Regions from separate parts of the Oryctolagus cuniculus genome. Here region 2 is linked to region 1. A link is a contact called in public Micro-C data. All regions are on one chromosome and are shown on one strand. Each heading gives the region's core, a stretch centred on a gene start, on an enhancer-like site or on the middle of the called end of the contact. The rest is flanking DNA. Distances are from core to core; before and after follow the strand shown.

What was found. Hi-C and Micro-C count contacts between places; a contact is called where the count stands out from the background.
Region 2: a contact with region 1 is called in a Micro-C map of ear pinna, with 4 times the contacts expected there. The contact joins two enhancer-like sites. A contact is called at or near these places in 3 of 6 Hi-C or Micro-C datasets (ear pinna, psoas muscle and an unstated tissue).

Annotation. Positions count from the first base shown.
Region 1 is chr2:159,240,455-159,246,884 of mOryCun1.1, reverse strand. All of the region lies in intron 26 of THADA (THADA armadillo repeat containing), which reads right to left. Among named protein-coding and RNA genes, the nearest start is that of THADA, 120 kb to the right of the region's middle. Within about 2 kb of position 2,949, at least 1 of the 8 cell types and tissues checked has an H3K27ac peak or open chromatin away from gene starts, as enhancers often do. A contact at or near this core is called in ear pinna, where this site is marked.
Region 2 is chr2:159,806,152-159,812,581 of mOryCun1.1, reverse strand. It overlaps LOC138848712 (a long non-coding RNA gene), which reads left to right. Exons shown (of 3, transcript XR_011386807.1): 3 at 3,880-4,380. Among named protein-coding and RNA genes, the nearest start is that of TRNAI-UAU, 33 kb to the left of the region's middle. Within about 2 kb of position 2,856, at least 1 of the 8 cell types and tissues checked has an H3K27ac peak or open chromatin away from gene starts, as enhancers often do. A contact at or near this core is called in ear pinna, where this site is marked.

The DNA.
Region 1 (6,430 bases), core at 1,700-4,199:
GCGCTGATCCGAAGCCAGGAGCCAGGTGCTTCTCTTGGTCTCCCATACGGGTGCAAGACCCAAGGACTTGGGCCATCCTCCATTGCACTCCCGGGCCACAGCAGAGAGCTGGACTGGAAGAGGGGCAACCGGGATAGAATCTGGCTCCCCAACCGGGACTAGAACTGGGGTACCAGCGCCACAGGTGGAGGATTAGCCTATTGAGCCGCAGCGCTGGCCCCAGCTTCACTTCTGAATCCAGCTTCCTGTTAATGCACACCTTGGAAGGGAGGTAGCAGGGGATACCTCAAGTACTTCAGTCCTTGTCATCCATGTGAGAGACCCAGATGGAGTTACTGATTCCTGGCTTTGGCCTGGCCCAGCCCTGGCTGTTGTGAGCATTTGGAAAGTGAACCAGTAGATGAAAGATGTGTGTGTGTGTGTATGTGTGTGTGTTTGTGTCTTTCCTTCCTTCTTTGTTACTCTGCCTTTCAAGTAAATACAGAAGGAAGGAAGGGAGGCAGGGAGGGAGGAGGGGGGCAGACTGAATATTCTACAAACAACTATGGAAAATGCAGAAATAACATCTCCTGACCATATCAAAACACTGTGGTTCTTAATTTCATTTAATTAATATTTAAAATCCCATGACGGGGGCCAGCATTGTGGTGTGGTGAGCTAGGCGTCCATCTGTGATGACAGCATCCCATATGAGCACAGGTTCAAGTCCCAGGTACTCCATTTCTGATTCAGCTCCCTGCAAGTGTACCTGGGAAAGCTGGAAAGCAAAATTTGATCTGAGCACTGGGGGCCCTGTACCCGCATGGGAGACCTGGATGGAGTTCTAGGCTCCTGACTTCGGCCTGGCATAGCCACAGCTGTTGTTGCCATTTGAGGAGTAAACCAGTGGACGGAAGATCTCACTCTCTCTCTCACTCTCCATCTCCATCTCCAACTCTGCCGTTCAAATAAATAAATCTTTTTTTTTTTTTTTTTTTTTTTGGACAGGCAGAGTTAGACAGTGAGAGAGAGAGACAGAGAGAAAGGTCTTCCTTTCCGTTGGTTCACCCCCCAAATGGCCTCTACCACCCCCCAAATGGCCTCTACAGCCGGTGCTGCACCGATCTGAAGCCAGGAGCCAGGTGCTTCCTCCTGGTCTTCCATGCAGGTGCAGGGCCCAAGCACTTGGGCCATCCTCCACTGCCTTCCCGGGCCACAGCAGAGAGCTGGAATGGAAGAGGAACAACCAGAACAGAATCTGGCACCCCGACTGGGACTAGAACCTGGGGTGCTGGTGCCACAGGCAGAGGATTAGCTTAGTGAGCTGTGGCACGGGCCTCAAATAAATAAATCTTTAAAAAAAATCCTATGGGCTAGCACTGTGGTGTAGTGGGCTAAGCCTCTGCCTGTGGTGCCAGCACCCCATATGGGTGCTGAATCATGTCCCAACCGTCCCTCTTCCACTCCAAGCTCTCTGCTATGGCCTGAGAAAGCAGTGAAAGATGGTCTATGTGCTTGGGACCCTGTACCTGTGTGGGGGACTCGAAGAAGCTCCTGGTTCCTGGCTTCGGATCGGCTCAGCTCTGGTCACTGTGGCCATTTGAGGAATGAAACACTGGAAAGAAGACCTTTCTGTTTTTCCTTCCTTCTGTCTGTAACTACCTCTCAAATGAATAAATATATCTTAAAAAAAGATCCTATGATTAAAATGTCTCTCTGGGAGAATGAACTTATATTCTATACTAGAATAATTCAAACTAGTATTATTGTTGCTAATAGAAGCATTCTAGTTGAGATTACTCTGAACTAAAAATAAAAGTAACTATTAAATTATATCAGCAGCACTAGCTTTTGTGACCTTGAGCAAATCACTTTACTATTCTGCATCTCAATTTTTCCCCTTTTGAAAAAAAAATGCTTATTTATTTATTTGTAAGGCAGAGTTACAGAAGGAAAGGGAGAGACAGAGAGTTATCTTCCATCCACTGGTTCAATTCCCAAATGACTTCAACAACCAGGTTAACACCAGGAGCCTCTTGCAGGCCTCATACACGGGTGGCAGAGGCCCAAGCACTTGGGCCATCTTCCGCTGCTTTCCCAGGCACATTAGCAGGGAGCCGGATTGGAAGTGGAACAGCTGGGACATGAACAAGTGCCCATACGGGATGCCAGCACTGTAAGTGGTAGCTATACCACAACAATGGCCCTGTGCCTCAATTTTCACATCTGTAAAATGAGAATGACTGAATGACTTCTTAGGTCAAAGATAAAAGCACATAATGATAATTGTTATTATCAGCATCATTTTAATTAAAGATATGGATGAAAAATACAAACACAGACTCTGAAAAACATTAGATAAAATCTGGAGGAAATCACACCATAATCAAGAATTACTATAAACTCTGAAATCCCCTCCCCATTTTCACAGAGGTAACTATCTTGGTGAATTTCTTAGCACCAACACTGTTACCCTTCAGGAGTGTCATTCCTTATTTGTCAACCAGAAAACTAAGATTTCTAACTTTGGTTTTTACAGCACATTAGACACCTTGAGGCACCTTCTCTTCCCTCATCTCTGTCTGCAGTAGTGCTGGGGGAGGAGAGGCGTGGGGCAGTTCCCTGAGGAAAAGGCCGGTCATGGGCCAAATGGCACACAATCCATGTTGTCTTCTAACCTCCAGAAACAGGGTATGAAAGTCACCTCAAAGCAAACTTCTCCTCTGGCCCATTACCATCCCTGCTAAAATTATCCTACTACGAGGGAGACGGGAGGTTACTGGCCCACATTCAGGCTGTGAATGAAGGGGCATTTCCCACTGAGTTTGACAATGTAAAATCTAAAGTCAGACTCCAAAGCGATGACTCATGGCTCAAGAGGGGCTCTGTGCTGTGTGGCACGTGCTCTGCAGACAGCACTCAGGTCGTGTTCCAGAACTGCCACTTTCTAGCTGTATGACTGTGGGCAAATAACTGACTCTCACCAGCCTCAGCTCTTCTCTGCGAAATCAGGATGGGACTACCTTCCTCCCAAGGCTGTGATAAAAAGGCTTACATTAGACCCATGCAAAGTGTGTGGCACGTGCCAAGCAGACAACAGGCACTAAAGAAACACTTGCTCCCTTCACAACTTCTCTCTTCCTTCCACACAAGTGAAACAGAGACTCCAGCACAACACACAGCTGCCATATTCTCCAGGAGATTGTCAGTTCCCCTGGCACAGAGAATACTCCTGATTCATCTCTGGAGCCAGTACTCAGCCTAGGGCCTGGCACAGAGTAAAAACATAACAAATACGTGTTAAATGGAGAAAATGAGAATCCTTTGAGTCTGCGGGCATTAATATTATCCTGGTCACAGTCAAAAGAGACCCTGATTTTCAATTTGGCTGAACAGGCAGTTGCCACAAGCTACTATGTAGTTCAAAGCAAATAAGTTCTTTAATAATTACATTCTTTAAAAGATACAAAAAACCAAGTGCCCCACAGCTCTCAATTTTAGTTTTGAGAATCCAATTCTTTCCTAAACAATGGAGTGGGTAACCACAGAAACTTGTGGAATCTCTTTTCCTAGAAAACATGAAGAGCAGGAGGCAAGCCAGTCTGTCTGGAAACGGCTTCCAAATCTGCCTATAAGCAGGATGAACTGGGTCAGATGCCCTTCGGAGGTTCCTTCCAAACCTACACCACTGAGATGTTAGGAAAAACAACTAAAATAATTCTGTCATTTATACCCAGGAAAATAAAATAAATTTAACATCTCCTAACAGTCACTGGAAATAATTTTCTTTGGACCTAGTGATGCTTTTACAAACACATTTTCTTCTTAAATTGTATTAGACCATTATAAGCTATTAATTTGAACATGAGCTCTCTTTAATAAGACAGAACACAGATTGAATTTAACATAGGAAACAAGTTTATTCTTTTGTTTCTCTTCACCTGCTTCCTTGTGCTCCAAATCTACTAATCCCTGCAGACTTATAAAAAACACTGCTTCTCTCCAAATACTCCATTCAGTTCTCCCATTTATGAATTTCTAAGGCATGCATTACTCATACCACATTATGTAGGTGATTAATTTATGGTGTCTTCTATTTTCATCTGATTCACAACTATTTTTTTCTCCCATGCTGACCTATAAATTCTTTGAATAAAGTCCAAGTTTTATATTCCTCATGTATAATACTAAGCTCATGATAAGTGTTCACCAGGTCTTACTGGCTCACTTACTGATCTAATATGAAAGGGTAGCACAAGAGTTACACTATACCCCTCTGGAGCTAAGCTTCTGAAGTTTTGGCAAAGCAGACACTTCAAGTCAAAAATAAAGCTTTTCAGATAGCTATAAATTGGCATCTGTCATTTAGCTGGGACTAGCATAGTTGAAGGTTAACAGAGGCCAGAGGGAAAACCCCAGATTTTAAGAGCACGGGGGTTTAGCTCTGGCCCTATAAGGAATAATAAAGTGATCCTGCTCCCATGAGATTGAGGCTATTTAAGAAAGCACAGCACACAGGGGTCAGCATTGTGGCACAGTGGGTTAATCATCTGCCTGTTGTGCCCCCACCCCATATGGGTGCTGGGTCAAGTCCCAGCGGCTCGACTTCCGATCCAGCTCCCTGCTAATATGACAAGAAACCAGTGGAGGACGGTCAAAGTGCTTGGGCCCCTGCACCCAGATGGGAGACCCAGAAAAAAGCTCCTAGCTCCTGGCTTTGGCCTGGCCCACCTGGCCCAGCCCCAACCATTGTGGCCATCAGGGGAGTGAACCAACGGATGGAAGACCTCTCTCTCTGTATTCTTCTCTCTCTCTCTAACAGTGCCTTTCAAATAAATAGCAAGCAAGCAAGCAAGCAAGCACAGCACATGCCCTAGATCACAGAGCTGCACTCGCTCTGATTTTACATAGGATCACTTATTCATTCTCAAGGCAAGTCAGCCAGGTGAGAATAAACAACAGAAAGGAGCTTTAAAAAATCAAAATTTAGTATCATTTGAAAAACACTTAAGTAAAAATTGTTTTTCTCATTCTTAATAATCCAAAAAGCACATCTAGAACAAGACTAATTAGCCCAAAAGTTCAATTACTACAAATAGATTCCACATACTTACAAGTGGAGAAGTAGGCCTCCTGCTCCTATCTTTATATAACGACATGGGAACTTCTGCTCCCTACCATGTGCTGGGCACTGTTAATACAGCATTCTACCAAACTTGTGATTATTCTCATAACATGATTGAAAGCCTTTACTTAAGGAGACTTCAGGAATAGTCCAAACCTCTTAACAGAAGAGCAAATCAAAGCCCAGAGAGGTAACTAATGTTATCCTGTATATGGCAACAAAGGCAGAAGCAGAAACCAGATTGCCTATCTCTCGTCTTGTAACAAAATTTACTTATTTGTTAAGCAAGTATTTCTGTGTGCCTCCTCTACGCCAAACACTACGCTACACAGTAGGTACATAAAAACCGTAAGATAATGACCCTGTTTTCAAAAGATTCAGTCTATTGGCAAAACGAGGGAAACAATAAAAGCAGCAGTAGCAGGAAAAAAAAGCAAACCATATCTTTTAAATGCCTAGGACTTCCAATATTTTCAAAGAAAATGAACTTGTAATAGTTTGCTTTATCCTCACAATAGCCTTCCAAGTACCCAGCACAGATCTTACTATTCCTGGAATATAGATGGAGAAACTGAAGTACAAAGCGGTAAGAGAGTCTATTAAGGTCATCTCCAGTGGCAGCAAAATGCCTAGAAACCAAGTTTGTTTACTCCAAGTAGACATTTTTTCCCCACTAGATGGAAAAGGCAGATGTTCTTTTTATGTCCAGCTCCCTTCTGACCAAGAGCAAGGGTTTTCAAGAGTGTGCACAGGGCAATCCATGGTTGTGAAAGCAAACTCAACAGTCTGTGAGGTGTCACCAGCTGAGCTTAGTTAGTCTGTGGCTAAGTAACTAACCAACAAGACATCATTATTACCAATATTCTTAAAATGACCATTAGCCCTACACAGACTGGATGGGAAACGTTCTGCCCTTAGGGGGGTTGTATTATAGGGAACAAACACATAAACATTTCAACAAGTGACATAATTAAACAAACCATCCCAAACAATGGCACATTTAGGACAATAGAAGTTTTGCAGAGCAAATCTAAAGGGAGCTGCCAAGAAATATACTCTTCAAGGGTTAAACAGAGAATAGAAGCTTTATGTATAAAGAGAGACACACCAATCTTCAGATTACTGAAATAAAGACTCTTATTGGGAATGTTCATCACACTAAAAATATTATTCACTTCCTAATTCCTTCATTTCACTTTACAACTTTACACAAAACAATTATACAAATATTTCATATACCTATTTCTAGGAAAGTTATATATTTTGCAACATTTCCTTTCCAAGAGGAATGAACTTATAATGCAGGTTTCCATCAGCACGACTTTG
Region 2 (6,430 bases), core at 1,607-4,106, 570 kb before region 1:
CCTGGGAGACAGAGGCCAGGCCGCGGCCCCTTGTGCCGTCCTTGCCCACAGTGGCCTGGCCTCTGGACAGGTAGCGCCTGTGACTGGGGGGTTGTCACACCAGTGGGAAGAGGTAAAAGCCAAGGGAGCCCTTGGGTGTGACCGCAGCCCAGCGAGGCCAGGCCCGGCTGGGGTGGGAACCTGAGTGCGAGTTCCGGCCAGGCCTCACGAAGGGGCGGATCCCACTCCACCTGGGTGTGCACACAGTGTGGCTTGCATGTGTACCACTCAGCGCGAGCATGCACACAGCCTGGCCAGGCTGGGCCCGGGTCTGCGCATAGTAGGGCCTGCGTTGTTGGGTGAATGAATGTGAATGGAGACACAGCTCAGGCCCGATGAGCAGACAGCACTCTGACGGGCGGCATAGCCCCTGAAACTGTCCTTGCCACAGGCCCACCTCTGGTTACAATATGATTTGTCTGGATTACTGAGCTTTTTGGTATTTCCCTAAAATCTGTGCCCAGGGGCCAGCACTGTGGCACAGCTGGTTAAGCCGCCACCTGCAATGCCTGTATCCCATATGGGCACCAGTTTGAGTCCCGGCTGCTCCAGTTCCGATTTAGTGCCCTGCTAATGCGTCTGTGAAAGCAGTGGAAAATGGCCCATGTAGTGGGGTTTCTGCCACTCACGTGGGAGACCCGGATGTAGTTCCAGGTTCCTGGCTTTGGTCTGGCCCAGCCCTAGCCCTTATGGCCATTTGGGGAAGTGTACCAGATCTCTTTCTCTCTGTAACTCTGCCTTTCAAGTAAATAAGTATATGTTAAAAAATAAAATTGTGCCCAAAGCAGGTCCCTCACTCACCTTAATGGCAAGGCTGAGAGAGGCAGAGAGAAAGGGTTCTTTGGTCTGGGTCCTGGTGGGCTGGGGAGCACAGATCCCCAGGGCTGGAAGCGGCTGGCGGAGCCTGGTGTGCGTGGGGCTGCGGGTGGGCGGGCGAGGAGGGAGACAGATTTCTGGGATTTTGGAGTTTCTGCTGATGGTTCTGGGGCACACTGGGGGAGGCTTTGGTGGGGGAAGAGAAGTGGGGAGCAGAATCGGGGTGGGGGTGGGGGAGGCCGTTGGAGAAGCCAGGGGAGAATTCATTTCTGTGGAGGAGGGTTTGGGGAGGCGACAGAGCATCGGCAGTCACAGGTCGCCCTTGCAGGGTCCACCCCACATGCACCTGCCTTAGTGAGGGGCCCTCTGGCGGGGAGGAAGACAGGAGGGGCCTTCCTAGAGGCCAGGGCCCACAGGCAGGAGCTGGGCATGAGCCTCAGGCCGTGGGCTGGTCCTGCTCTCTACAAGGGCAGGCCTCTCCGCTCCTCAGCTCTGTCCTGTTGCTTCGAAGGCCCCAGGACCTTCCTTTCCGAGATCTTGGGACACGGGGAGCAGAGGTGACACAGAGGGAGTGGTGAGGGGCCTGGCCAGCGCCAGCGGCTCTCCTGCAGGGAGACGGCCTCCCGAGGGGCCCGGGGCCCCAGCCCACAGCGAGCCTGGGCTGCCCAGCCGGCTTGTGTGCAGGAGCAGGCGCTCCAGGCCCCTGCTGTCACTTCCCCTCTGCTTGGGAGGGGTCTTTGGAGGTCCAGGGAGGGGACCCACACAGCACGAAGCTTGCCGGGCACAGAAAGCTCTCCCGGACTGACCCGGTGCTGGCTGAAGGTCAGGACCCTGCTGCCTGGGGCTCCTGGTGGAGGTCCGAATCCCGCGCCTCGGCCCCGCCCCTCGGCCCCTACCGCCCCAGCGTTGCCTGGCTGGGGGCTGCGGCTGCTACTCCCCGCTCCGTACTCATCCTGCCGCACACCAACCCTGCATCAAAGGGGCTCGTTCCGGCTCCGCATCCCCGCTGCGGTGGGCGCCCCTCCTCTCCACCCTGTAACTGTTCACATTCAGGTGTGGCCTCGGCTCCAGCAGGATGCAAGCTTCGGCCCGCGTTGCTTCTCGGGGTCACGGACGCCCCACGTTTGCTTTACCCTGCTGTCCCGTTTATAACACTCGCTCGTACTAATTGCAGAAGCTGAAGCCGAGAGGTGCCCCCAGCACAGCCGAGCGCCCCCTGCCGGACATGCTGTGCGCAGCGCGGCAGGCCTGTGCGGGGTCCGCACCCTTGGCCCTCATTCTCCCGCCTGGGCTCCGCCCGCACCGGCTCCCTGGGGGGCTGGCTCTGAGCTTCAGCCCTCCCCCAGGGCCACGGCAGCACAGGGGGCCCGGGCAGGGAGGGGGCACATCTCCACGGCGGCGTGCCTCCTGGAAACCACATCAAATGGCACAGCTAGGAATTAATAAATAAATCTGGGAGACAAGTCAATTACCCTCCCCTCGTGCCCCTGTCCCCGGAGGCCGCAGCAGCCTGTGGCTCCCAGCCTCAGCACGCCTTCCCTGGCTGGCTCCCGTCAGATTAGCGGGGCGAGATGCGACAGGCCTCTGTCCTCTGGGGAAATGGCTCCCTTCCTGGGAGGCGGCGAGGACGTTCTGGGCTTGCTGTGTTCCTGCCCTCTCCCTGTGCCCACTGCGGCCCACCCTGCCTCAGGCGCTCGACCAGCCTGTCCTGGTGCCTTAGCGCCGGCAACCAAGTCCCCAGGGCCTTCGAATGAAGCCTGCGAAATGCAGACCCCCCCTGGGTACCCTCTCCTTGGTAGCTTTCACTACTGCCTTGTAAAAAAAAAAGTCAGGCACGGTTATTAACCAGCAAACAGGTACCGATGCTTGCTTTGTGGCCGCGTCCTGCCAGGCTGCAGAGTGACAGACCAGGGACACAGCTCTGCCCTTCAAGCTTACAGCTGTGTGGGGGTCAGACGTGCAATCCCCAGAGCGGGCACCCTGGGGGGAGGGGAGCACCGCTCAGCCTACAGGTTCCCCCCCCCCCCCCCGTAGAGGTGGGGCTTCTGGAGCAGGTGCTACCTGGACTGCATTCCCAGGGACAAATTCTCCCCGGGGCTGGGGGCAGGGAGTGCTGGTCTGCCGTGGGAAGGGAAGTGGCGGGGCTCACTGCTCACTGGGAAGGGGACTCACCTGGCTGGACCCTGCGGGGAGGGAGCGAGGGTGAGGGAAGGGGGTGGGGGCTGCATCAGGGAGGGAGGTGTGGTGTGGTGACTGGAGTGGGTTGTGGATTCTTTTTGGCTTTCTGTGTGTGCATTGGGAGTGAGGGGTTTAGAAACAGCTGCCTGGAGCTTGGTAGACTGAGATGGCCTGCATCTCAGAGCAGATTGGGAAAGCGGGCGCCTCCCCAAGTTTGCTGCCACTGAATTTTCTGCACCTCCGTTAGAGCAACCATTCTCCAGTTTTAGTGCATGTGACAAAAACTCGGGTGCTTTATTTTAATTTTATTTTTATTGTCTTAAATATTTATTTATTTGAAAGACTGAGTTGGAAAGAGAGAGAGAGAGAGAGAGAGAGAGGTCTTCCATCCACTGGCTCACTTCCCAAATGGCTGCAATGACCAGAGCTAGGCTGATCCGAAGCCAGGAGCCAGGAGCTTCTTCTGGGTCTCCCATGAGGGTGCAGGGGGCCAAGCACTTGGACCATCTGTAAGAAAAAGAGATGCGGAACAGAGAGGAGACAGAATACGAACTTGCAGCCAGACTGAATTTATTTAGAGAAAACAAATTCGCAGAGGTCAACCAGCTGCTCACATGTATATAGACCCAACACATGGCGGAGAGCCCAGACCCCAGCTCTGGGCTTTTTTTTAATATCTTAGGTGGGCTGGTGGAGGTGAATTCCTTCATACAGGTCTTTCAAGTTTGGCCCCAAGGCTTCTGAACCTGGGGAAGAATTCAGGGGTGGGGTGAAGACAAATGGGTGTGAGACTCACTTGAGATCCTCAGGGGCAAGGGATAAATTCCGATTTTGTCTCTCTTTCAGGCAATGGGCTATACTGGCTGAACCTTATGTCATTGTTCCATCGCCATCCTCCTCTGCTTTTCCAGGCACATTAGCAGGGAGCTGGATCAGAAGTGGAGCAGTTGGGACTTGAACCTGCACCTAAATGGGATGCCGGCACTGCAGGAGGCCAGTTTACTCACTATGCTAAAGGTCACCCCTGGGTGCTTTATTTTAAATGTGGGTGTTTGAGATCTGTCCTGGAGCTTCTTATTCAGTGGGGCCAGGCAATGTGCAGTTTTAACCAGCTCCTCTGGACCAGATAGGGTCAGCAGAACATGCTTTGAAAAACATTTCTAGAACCTGATTATCAACTCTTGGGGAATTTGCTTGCAATTCAGAGAACTGCCACCAGATGGCAGTAGTGTTTTGTGATGGCGCTAAGTAAAGCTCCCTGGGTTTTCTATAGTTTTCTACAGCAAAAAAGGAGAGAAAATAACTATTTTAAATAATTTATAAAATAAATGGTAATGAAAACTTGAATTACAGAGGTTAATTTTATTTTTTGAAAATATTTACTTTATTTGTTTGAAAGGTAGGGTTACAGAGAGACAGAGGGAGAGAGGGAGAGACAGAGATCTTCCATCTGCTGTTTCACTCCCTACATGTCTGCAATGGTCAGGGCTGGACCAGGCCAAAGCCAGCAGCCAGGAGCTTCTTCCAGGTCTCCCATGTGGGTGCAGGGGCCCAAGCACTTGGGCCATCTCCCGCCACTTTTCCAGGTGCATTAGAAGGGAGCTGGATCAGAAATGGAGTAGTTGGGACTTGTGCCCACATGGGATGCCAGCATTGCAGGCAGCAGCTTAACCCTCTGCACTACAGCACCGGCCCCAGCAGAGCTTAATTTTAATTTTCCCTTTCAAACATTAGAGCTAATGTTAGAGCTATGGTGACCACTGGCTGAGAGTGGCAACTTTTTTGCTCCTGGAGTGTGGCTGATCTGAGTGGGCATGGGCTGAAGGCGTGGTAAACACACTGGCTTTTATGAACGAACAGGCAAAGATTCAATCATTACGATTTCATGTTGAAATTATACTTCAACTTTATTATTAAACTTAATCCTGGGGCCGGCGCTGTGGCGCAGTAGGTTAATCCTCTGCCTGTGGCGCCGGCATCCCATATGGGCGCCGGTTCTAGTACCAGCTGCTCCTCTTCTGATCCAGCTTTTTACTATGGCCTGGAAAAGCCATGGAAGATGGCCCAAGTCCTTGGGCCCTGCACCCACGTGGGAGATCCGGAAGAAGCTCCCAGCTCCTGGCTTCGGATCGGCACAGCTCCGGTCGTTGCAGCCATGTGGGGAGTGAACCAGTGGATGGAAGACCTCTCTTTCCTCTCTCTCTGTAACTCTACCTCTCAAATAGGTAAATCTTTAAAAAAAAATTAATTCCACTTGTTTTACTTTGTAAATGTGACTGCTGTAAGATTTGAGTGTGTCTCCCATGCTGTGTTGAATGGACCGCCGTGCATCGCAAATCATCCAAATTAATTCCTTCATTTTGAAAGTGAGGGAATTGAAGGCGGAAGTTTGATGGAAACATTGGAAAGGTGCGCGATTCGAGGTCAAAAGCTCTGCGCTGAAGCTCCAGGCCAAGAACTCATCGCGTGCCTCCGGGGAGCCGTGCACCTGCGCACCTGCGCACCTGTGCACCTGCGCTGAGCCGCCTCTTCCGCACCTGGGAAGGCGACTGACGGCAGCAGCACCGCTCCAAGGAGCTCCTTGGAAGACTGAGTGAGCGGATGCACCCTGAGGGGCCGGTGTGCCCGGGAAACGTCACCGACGTCACACGTTAGTAATGAAGGTGCTGCCGGGACTCGAACCTGGGCCATGCAAACTCCCCATTTCATCAGCGCATCCAGCACGTAGGCCGCTGGACGGGCACGTGCAGGCGCCCAGGGCTTTACAGCGAGTGGAGGAGCTGCTGCGTATCCCTGCGAATGCAGGACGACTCGGCGAGGATGGAAACCTTGTCTGAGGCTCCCACGGGTAGCAGTGGGAGTGGCTGCTTTTTCTCTATTTTTAAAAATGCTTACTTACTTGTTTGAACAAACAAGGTGGGGGAGATCTTCCATACATGTCTGTAACAATGGGGGCTGGGTCAGGCTGAAGCCAGGCGCCCAGAGCGCCATGCGTGCCTCCCACGTGGTGGGAGTGTCTCAGCATGGAGCCGTCCCCCACGGCTCCCCGGACGTGTTAGCTGGAAGCTGGATGGCTATCGGTGCAGCCGCGGGAGGCGGGAAGCTGCCGCCTGGCAGGCGGTGCCACCGTGCCCGCCTCCTCTGCTGGTTGTGAAAAACAGTGCTGCTGGGGCTGGAGGATCAGGTGGGGGCAGCAAAGAGGGAGTGACAAAAATCATTACCACGTTTTCCCTTTCTTGGGGGTTCATCCTCTGGGTCGGGGACCAGGCAGTGAGAGTGAAGCCGGCCCCGGGCTTCTGATGGGGGGGGCCTTGGAGTTAAGAACGTGTGACAGAGCTGCCAGCGCCTGGCCAGCCTCCCGCCTTTTCTCTTCTTCCCGTCTAGAATCTTGGTTCTT